2 separate regions of the Sus scrofa genome follow, and region 2 is linked to region 1. A link is a contact called in public Hi-C data. All regions are on one chromosome and are shown on one strand. The core of a region is the stretch at or near the end of the contact, and the rest is flanking DNA. Distances in the headings are between cores, read along the strand shown. Region 1 overlaps MFSD14A (hippocampus abundant transcript 1 protein). Region 2 overlaps LOC110260374 (a long non-coding RNA gene).

What was found. A called contact is a pair of places that touch in the nucleus more often than the background predicts.
Region 2: a Hi-C map of liver shows a contact between it and region 1, with 7 times the contacts expected there. The contact joins two enhancer-like sites. A contact is called at or near these places in 3 of 47 Hi-C or Micro-C datasets (epiblast stem cells and liver) and 1 of 2 datasets of contacts at active chromatin or transcription factors (alveolar macrophages).

The regions. Positions count from the first base shown.
Region 1 is chr4:118,051,222-118,055,780 of Sscrofa11.1, reverse strand. MFSD14A (hippocampus abundant transcript 1 protein) reads left to right here. Exons shown (of 13, transcript XM_013997351.2): 9 at 1,028-1,140; 10 at 2,913-3,010; 11 at 3,952-4,115. Among named protein-coding and RNA genes, the nearest start is that of MFSD14A, 37 kb to the left of the region's middle. Within about 2 kb of position 1,795, at least 5 of the 83 cell types and tissues checked have an H3K27ac peak or open chromatin away from gene starts, as enhancers often do. A contact at or near this core is called in liver, where this site is marked.
Region 2 is chr4:118,160,142-118,164,700 of Sscrofa11.1, reverse strand. LOC110260374 (a long non-coding RNA gene) reads left to right here. Exons shown (of 4, transcript XR_002343577.1): 2 at 4,003-4,063; 3 at 4,209-4,278. Among named protein-coding and RNA genes, the nearest start is that of SLC35A3, 37 kb to the right of the region's middle. Within about 2 kb of position 1,995, at least 8 of the 83 cell types and tissues checked have an H3K27ac peak or open chromatin away from gene starts, as enhancers often do. A contact at or near this core is called in liver, where this site is marked.

The sequences.
Region 1 (4,559 bases), core at 546-3,045:
AGTTCCTCAGGCCAAGAATTGAATCTAAGCTACAGCTGCAGCAACGCCAGATCTTTAACCCACTGCACCAGGCCGGGGATCAAACCTGCACCTCCACAGCAACACAAGCCACCCAAGCAGTTGGATTCTTAACCCACTGTGCTACAGCGGGAACTCCCATAATACTGTTTCTGAAATGCTTAACTATGCCAGGCACAATGAACGCTCAGTGTATCATTTCATCTATCTCACATGATGAAGTTTTGAAATAAATATGATTTTGCAAGAGACCAAACTGAGTGAAGTGACATGCCCAGGGTCACATGGTTAGAGCCAAGATGGTGATTGAGGCTGTTTTTCCAAGGCCGTGTTCTTATTTATTATTGTAATATAATACCACTTTCAGGTCATACTTGTTAAACTGATGTCCTGTTCATAAAAGCATCGTGGTTTTAGCAGTAGGCTAATTTAGGTGAAGGATATATGAGTAGTTATACTATTTTCAGTCAGGACAAAAAGCATTTTGGATCAGTTTGGACCTAAAAACTATTATGTAACAGGGCTATCCATAGGTTAGAACTTTTGACTCTACTGTTTGCAATTTCTTTCTTTCTTTTTGGCTGCATCCACAGCATGCACAAGTTCTCAGTCCAGAGACTGAACCCATGTCACAGCTGTAACCAGAGCCAAAGTAATGATAACTCTGGGATCCTTAACCCACTGAGCCACAGGGGAACTCCAACAATTTCTGATTTTAAGTAGTCCTCAGTAGAAATGTATTGAACACAAAGTTCACCTTTCTATTTTCAGTTTTCTGACTTTTTCCCTGAATCTGGATCTGTAGCAACAGAGGAAACCTTTCTTCTGCTTATATGACTTGGAGTAATGGTTTCAGATATTTTCAGGACAATTGTTGCTGAAAAGTCCAAATGTAAAAAACTGATAATAGTACTTTTATATTATAGATCAAAAGAAGCCACTAAGTATTTTGTCTTTTTTCAGTATTAAAAAGTTTATTCTAACCTTTTTGGTTTTTCTTATTTTCCAGACCATAGTCTTAAGTTTACTTATGAGGTCAATTGGAAATAAGAACACCATTTTACTGGGTCTGGGATTTCAAATATTACAGCTGGCATGGTATGGATTTGGTTCAGAACCTTGGTAGGTATAAATATTTTAATTTTCTTAATTTTGATATTTGTCTTTTCTTTTTTTCAGCTTTATTGAGGTGTAATTGACAACATTTTCATAGTTCCTAATTTTTGCTTTTCAGCTAAGGCTTATACTTTTAACTTCTCTTAGTATGCTTTTTTTCCCCCTCTCTCAAAATGTATATGGCAGATTTCTCACTTGTGTATTTGCATATTCTACAGTGGCTTGAGGATAGCAAAGTGACATTTTTCTTTGTTTGGCCACCCTGTGGCACATGGAGTTCCCAGGCCAGGGAACTTGGATCAAATCCGAGTCACAGTTGCGACCTCCACTGCACCTACGGCAACACCGGATCCTTAAGTTATTAACCCAGTGTACCCAGCTGGGGTGGAACCTGTGTCCCAGTGCTCCAGAGACACCGCAGATCCCATCATTCCACAGCGGGAACGCTAGCATTTTATATCTAAGGGACAGCTGGGGTTTTTGAATGAGATAATTGAGTTTCTGAATCTCTAATGAGCATTTAATCCAGCTCGGTCTGTCAGGAAAATCATGGAATCCCGAGGCATCAAGGTTAGGGAAAAAAAGTTGAGTAACACCTGTGAGCATTACTGAGGGCAAACCAGAACTGGGCAAAGTCCAGTTGTTTTGGTCCCAGCTTCATGCTGGGAGGACTCTTTGCTCTTCTTGCCCGTGTGGTTTCCTGCAGGGAGGTGACAGGGACGGTGCTGCGAGTGTCAGGCTGCCCATGCACACCTCCTTGTGCTCAGGTCTTAGGGGACCCAACACCAGTTTGCAGGAGTGTTTCACTCAGCTGAATACATCATCTCTGCACCAAGAGTGGGTTTTAGTGGATGTTTAGTTTTCAGTCTCGCTTGTTCAGAGATGCTCAGTTTAAATTATCAAAAACACTTAAACATCAAGCTGGTAGTACATTTAGATCAAATTAGTGATTTCCTCCCATTGAATCACAAGTCTCTGGGAACCTTGCCAGCAGTTACTAGCAAATGTTTGAAAACACTTTTTTTTTTTTCCTGTGGATTATACCTGGTTCTCAACATCTACCCCCCCACCCCAACCAAAGCCCTGCAGAAATAACACCCAATACACTGTCCAGTTGGATGTAATGTTTGATATCCCATTCTACATTAAAACGCCATACCGTCCTTGTGAATAAGTGGTTGTATTTCTGCTTTCTAGAAGAGTAAACAGGTTAGACTTTTTAAATGACTTGCCCAGAGTCACATAGGAAAGAAGTAAAAGCAAGGACAGTTTGCTTTTCCTTTTCCCCAGCCATTTCTCAGTAAGAATTACTTGATTTTATTTTTTAAAAATTTTTAATTATTTGGCCACTCCTGTGGTATGCCGTTCCCAGGCCAAACCCACACCAGAACAGTGACAATGCCACATCCTTAACTATTAGGCCATGAGGGAGAGTTACTTGATTTTGAGTATGTATTTTGAGAAGTTCCCGTTGTGGTTCAGCTGTAATGAACCTGACTAGTATCCACAAGGACATGGATTTGATCCCAGGCTTCACTCAGTGGGTTAAGGATCCGATGTTGCTGTGAGCTGTGGTGTAGGTCGCAGACACAGCTAGGATCTAGTGTTGCTGTGGCTGTGGCGTAGGCAGGTGGCTACAGCTGATTGGACCCCTAGCCTGGGAACTTACATATGTGGTCCTGGGGAAAAAAAGACCAAAGAAAAAAGATAAATATGTATTTTGACTTTGTACAGTAGAGAAGAATATACCGTTTCCGTTTTGCTGCTTTTGATTGCAGGATGATGTGGGCTGCCGGGGCAGTGGCAGCCATGTCTAGCATTACCTTTCCGGCTGTCAGTGCACTTGTTTCACGAACTGCTGATGCTGATCAACAAGGCAAGTTGATAAGAACCAATGGTAATTCTTTAAAAGGACGGAATATTGATTCTATGTTCTTTCTCTTTGCTGAGTACTGAAACATAAGCTCTCTTCGGGGTAGAGAATTGTAAATTGCTTTCATTGTAAAGAGAAAAAGCAGATTCTACGTACTAACTGTAGGTGGATATATGCTGCTTATCCGTCGCTGTGACTGTGTGGCCTATAGAAACCTTAATGATGAAGGCTGGCCTCCTATGTCCACGAACCATGTATTTATATCATGTAGGCTGTGACGTGCTCACAGACAAGCCTTTCATTAACTTGTATGTCTCAGTTATCTAAAGACATACAGAACATTGATTTTTTATTGTCTTGTGGTAGGAACGCTTAATTCTGAAAGTGCTAACAGGTGAGGAATAATTATTTGAAAAGCCTATTAATTATTCAAAAAGGTTTTGAAGTCATAAGGAAAAAAGGGGGTGTTAAGAGTGGCAATTGTTACGTGATGGATAAAAAAGGAAAGGCCTGTGTCCAAAAGCAAGTTGAATTTTAAATTTGGGAGAAGATCCCAGAGATTTAAAAAAAAAAAAAAAATCAAACCCTATAAAAAGGAGCTACAGTTGACTAAACAAAGTAGCCGCCTGGGGACAGAGTTTTTAACAATTGTGCTTATGAACTCATGCCCGATCTTAGCCCAGATGTTTTAAAGGAAATAATGTGACCTTGCTCACTTGTTTCTCTGTTAGACCTGTGTCTGGGTAGAGCTGAGCTTACTTTTGTATCCAGTAGCTCACCGTATACTTTGTAGAGCTGATTGCTTCTAAATGATGTTTGATGCCATTGCAGTGAGTTGCTAGAGTCTGATAAAAGCTTTGGTTTTGGAATAAATGACTTCATGTTTCTATCAGTTGTTGGGTAGGGAAATTAACGGTACACTAAATAATGTTTCAACAATACAGGTGTTGTTCAAGGAATGATAACAGGAATTCGAGGATTATGCAATGGTCTGGGACCAGCTCTTTATGGATTCATTTTCTACATATTCCATGTGGAACTTAAAGAACTGCCAATGACAGGAACAGACTTGGGAACAAACACAAGCCCACAGCACCACTTTGAACAGGTAATTATAAAAAACAGAGTTCGTTTGGCCGGATTGAAAGATGTTTTTAGTCATTAAAGCTTTTTGAGATTCTTATAATTTTAGATGGAATAAAAACACTTTAAAACCAAAGCCTAAGAGACTTAGGTCCTCCTATATACAAACTTCTTTGTAAAACTGGCTGTGCTTTCCTTTTTTCCCTGCATGATTAAATTACGTGTTCTCGATTGGCGTATTATACCAGATGGCACAGGGAACAGCCGTTTGCCTGCACTCCTGCTTGTCTTTCATTGAGACTTCCGGAATGCTAGAATTCCCTGCATTAGGTCTGCCTTCTGTAGGCCATTCACCTGCTCCACCCACCCCCCTCCTTCCTCACCAGCTGAAAACGTTCATTGCAGAACTTCCTCATTTTAGCCAATACAGACAACTCAGGAGCTTCCTTGTATTTGGCAGGGTTCTACA
Region 2 (4,559 bases), core at 746-3,245, 110 kb before region 1:
GTTCTTCATGGTTTATATGAAATCACTGGGCTTTAGCTCACAGGGCTTCTTTCAGTCCTGGGGGAAAAGGCCAGTGCGGCATATAGAGAGATCTGAAGATAGTTTCTGAATACAGAAGGGACAGAATTTAGAAAACATAGTTTGGAGAGTAGTAACCAAATAGTAAAGGAATCTGGAAGAATCAAACATTTGATAAGTGCCGGAGTTCCAGTGTGGCTCAGTGGTTAATGACTCTGACTAGGAACCATGAGGTTTCGGGTTCGGTCCCTGCCCTTGCTCAGTGGGTTAACGATCCGGCATTGCCATGAGTGTGGTGTAGGTTGCAGACGCGGCTCGGATCCCGCATTGCTGTGGCTCTGGCGTAGGCTGGCGGCTATGGCTCTGATTAGACCCCTAGCCTGGAAACCTCCATATGCTCGACAGTGGCCCAAGAAATGGCAAAAAGACAAAAAGACAAAAAAAAAAAAAGATTAAAAAATACATATATTTGATAAGTGTTAACGATGTGTGTAAAGTAACAGGATCCAGTCAAGTTCTAGGTAGATACAAACTAGGCTTCCCCCAAGGAGGGGAGGAAATCATTTAAATCTCTACCAGAGAAGATAGTTTTTGCATATCCATCAACTACCTGTAATGTACCAAGTGTGGAAATAGCACAAAAACAATGAACAAGGCTAAAGTCTAATAACTCCAGCTATTGCTAATTTGGGAATAGAGTCAGAAGGGTATGCTACAGTTTTCCTTTGAAACAAAATTTCTCTCTATGATCATTCTTCTTTTGATCAAAGATAATCTCAAAGAAAGATTTTTTTTTTTTAATGGCTGCCCCTGAAGCATATAAAAGTTCCCAGGCTAGAAGACAATCAGAGCTGTAGCTAAGACCTATGCTACAACCACAGCAACTCTGGCTAGGAGCCACATCTGTGACCTATGCTGCAGCTCACAGCAATGCCAGATCCTTAACCCACTGAGCAAGGCCAGGGATTAAACCCACATCCCCTCTGACAGAGGTCGGGTTCATAACCTGCTGAGCTACAACAGGAACTCCAAATAAACCTAATTCTTTCTAGAAATTCCTGTCATGGCTCAGCAGAAACGAATCTGACTAGCATCCATGAGGACGAAGGTTCGATCCCTGGCCTCGCTCAAAGCGTTAAGGATCCGGCGTTGCCGTGAGCGCTGGTGTAGGTTGCAGACACGGCTCAGATCCCTTGTTGTTGTAGCTGTGGTATAGGCTGGCAGCTACAGCTCTGATTTGACCCCCTCCAAATGCCATGGGTGCGACCCTAAAAGCAAAAACAAAACAAAAAAACTAGTTATTTCTAGAACCTCTCTTTTTTATAGGATAAAAGAACAAGTTCTTTGTGATTTTACAAGGGCCTTCTGGGAAATCAATCTTAAATGCAAAATATATCGTTTGAGATTTGGAATTTGGAAGGCAAAATATCAAAATTTGTGAGGAGGTTTGAACACTTGCTTATATAAGATCATGGGTTACTGTGAAAAATACTTGGCCACCTCTTCAACCAAAATGACAATAAAATATTTTAAAAGTATACATAGGAGATAGCATGATTGCAGAGAACCTTAGCTCTTTCAAAAGTAGGAAGACTTTGTACTCAAACAATCAAGGATATAAAATCAATATAAAACACAGGAAATAGTTCTGATAAGATACAGAATCCTTGTTTTATAGGCAGATTTCTCAGAAGGAAAGAAAAATTCTTACAACCTCTTACTAAGGAAGGCAGGCAAGTAATCCCGAACAGTGAGAAAACTAAAGTCTCATCGTACGTCGGTGTATTTGTTACTAAAACACTTTTGACAATCTCGTAAGTAAATCCATTAACCTTCAGCCCGCTTTGACCACTGTAATTAAAATTTCCTTTGGGGGATTTTTCTTTATCCATGCAATTCTTTCCTACACTTTCCTCCTTCTCATTCTGGAACGAAGATCCAGTTTACGTCAGCACAAATTTGCTCTCTTTTTGCGCAACTAAAACCTACCCTGCAGACTTTGCCTACAAAGTTCCTCTCTGTCACCTTTGCTCTGAGAAGAGGCTTGTTTGCATATATTGATTATATCTTTTAACTGGTCACTTCTATTTCACAGGGAAAACTAGGAGGTTAGGTAATTGTGACTGAATACACTAGCATTTTTAGCAGATCAGTAGAGGTTATAAACACACATTTCATAACTTTTTATAGCTATTCACATCCCAAAGCTGCATAAATGAATATATTCATTAACAGATCCAAATATTTAGCCTCTGGGAGTTCCCATTGTGGCTCAGTGGGTTAAGAACCTGACTAGTATCCATGAGGATGTGGGTTCAATCCCTGGCCTCCCTCAGTGGGTTAAGGATCCAGAGTTGCTGTGAGCAATGGTGTAGGGAGCAGATGAGGCTCAGATCCGAGTTGCTGTGGCTGTGGTATAGGTGGGCAGCTGCAGCTCCGATTTGACCCCTAGCCTGGCACTTTCCATATGCCATAGGTGCAGTCGTAAAAAAAAAAAAAAAAAGAGAAAAGAGGCAAAAAATACATAAATATTATATAAACTGCAAATTATGTTCTGCAATTAATGTTTCAGTATCCTATCCTACTTAGAAATGATCTGTGTATCTATGAATATCCATTAATTAACTCAGATTAACATTCATCTAAGAGTTTAAGTTACTGAAAGATCTTAGAAGCCATTTCCAAGATGACACACTACAAAACACAATTACTAGGAGTCCTGTTGTGGCTTATTGGTAAGAACCTGAATAGTATCCATGAGGACGCAGGTTTGATCCCTGGCCTTTCTCAGTGGGTTAAGGATGTGGTGTTGCTGTGAGCCGTGGTGTAGGTCACCGACTCAGCTTGGAACCCACGTGACTGAGGCTGTGGAGTAGGCTAGAAGCTGTAGCTCCCATTCAACCTCTAGCTTGGGACTTCCATATGCTGCACCTGTGGCCATAAAAAGAAAAAAAAGAAGAAAAAATTGGACAAAAAGGGATACTGATTTTTTTTTTTTGATCATAAAACTGGCTCATGTAAAATACAAAAGTAAACATTTTTTTTTTCCCACTGTACAGCAAGGGGGTCAGGTTATCCTTACATGTATACATTATAATTACATTTTCCCCACACTCTTTCTCAAAAGTAAACATTTGAAGAAAAAACATGAAAAGCATTTACATGGACCAGTTTCTCTTTAAAAAAAAAAATTTTTTTTGAGGATACAGATTTTATTCAAATCTTAGGGAGAGCGGATCAGAATATCTCAACAAGTGGTTTTGCCTTGGAATTTCATAGAGAGGTGCTATGGTCTGAATGTGCGACTTGGATCCTTAGTTGCTGTGGCTGTGGTGTAGGCCGGCGGCTACAGCTCCAATTAGACCCCCTAGCCTGGGAACCTCCATATGCCCCGGGAGTAGCCCTAGAAAAGACCCCCCCCCCAAAAAAAAAATCAACAAGGAGTGATTTACAGTTGGAATTGTTTGGCCAACAGTTGAAGTCTCAGTTTGTTAGCTGAACAGGACATGCTTTTCTCTGTGGATAGCTGGTTTCAGGTGGACAAAGAGTTTTAATTTTAGCTAATCAATCATGAGACAGAGAATGGAAGTTGAATGGTCTGAGTCGACTCACGTCAAAAAATTCATGTAAAAGGAACTGTCAAGGTAAACAATGCAGTCATCTGTGATTCTTACGGGAACCACGAGAATATTGGACAGGAGATCTTATTTAAGTTTTATTGGGAGAAATGGTTCTTTGTAGTAAGCCATTTCTCAGAATGTGAAAAGGTGGAGGAATTTTGGGACACAGAAGGTTGAGGGGATTTCTTAACCATGCCTATTTTCTAGGTTTAAGGAAAGTTTAGCCTTGATACTGTAAAGCAGAACCCAATCGTGGGCGTGACCTCAGCAGGGCTATCTTAGAATTCTGCTTACTATGGGGGGGGGGTTGAAACTGAGAAAGCTGTTGAGAAAGCTGCCTAACAGTATCTGTTTTCTCTTCGAGGTGTGTGTACGAGGAGAGGGTTGATGGAAGGAGGAGCGTTGGCTGGAAGACGTCTGTGAAGGTATGAAATGACTGTTGTGAAAAATAGAGCAAGTCAACTGAAGATGCTGAAGATGACCGTGACATAGACATGTTATTTAATATCAAAGACCGCAAGTTTGCAATGGCTCTGATGCACTGTTATGTGGTTGTATCGTTTTCTCCAGGAATCCTTGGCAAACCTGTCAGCTCAGTGTATGTGTGGAAAAGGAGATCCGTGGACTGATCCAAATTAAGGTAATTCTGGGTCAACGGAATAGGAGTACAAAAGGACATGGCCCTGGGCGGTGATGGGGAGAGGGGATGGACCCTGAAGGTCAAGGTAGGTAGAAAAAGAAGAAAGAGGGGAACAGAGAGGATAAGGTAAGTGGGGGAAACAGTGCCTGAAAATCTGAAGAGTTCAAATAAATAGGTATAATGGAAATGAAGGTGACTCAATTGAAATGTAAGAAGTTCTGGGTAAATCCTGGATATTTGGGTTTGTTATTTCACATCCTGGCGATAAAGTCTAAAATACA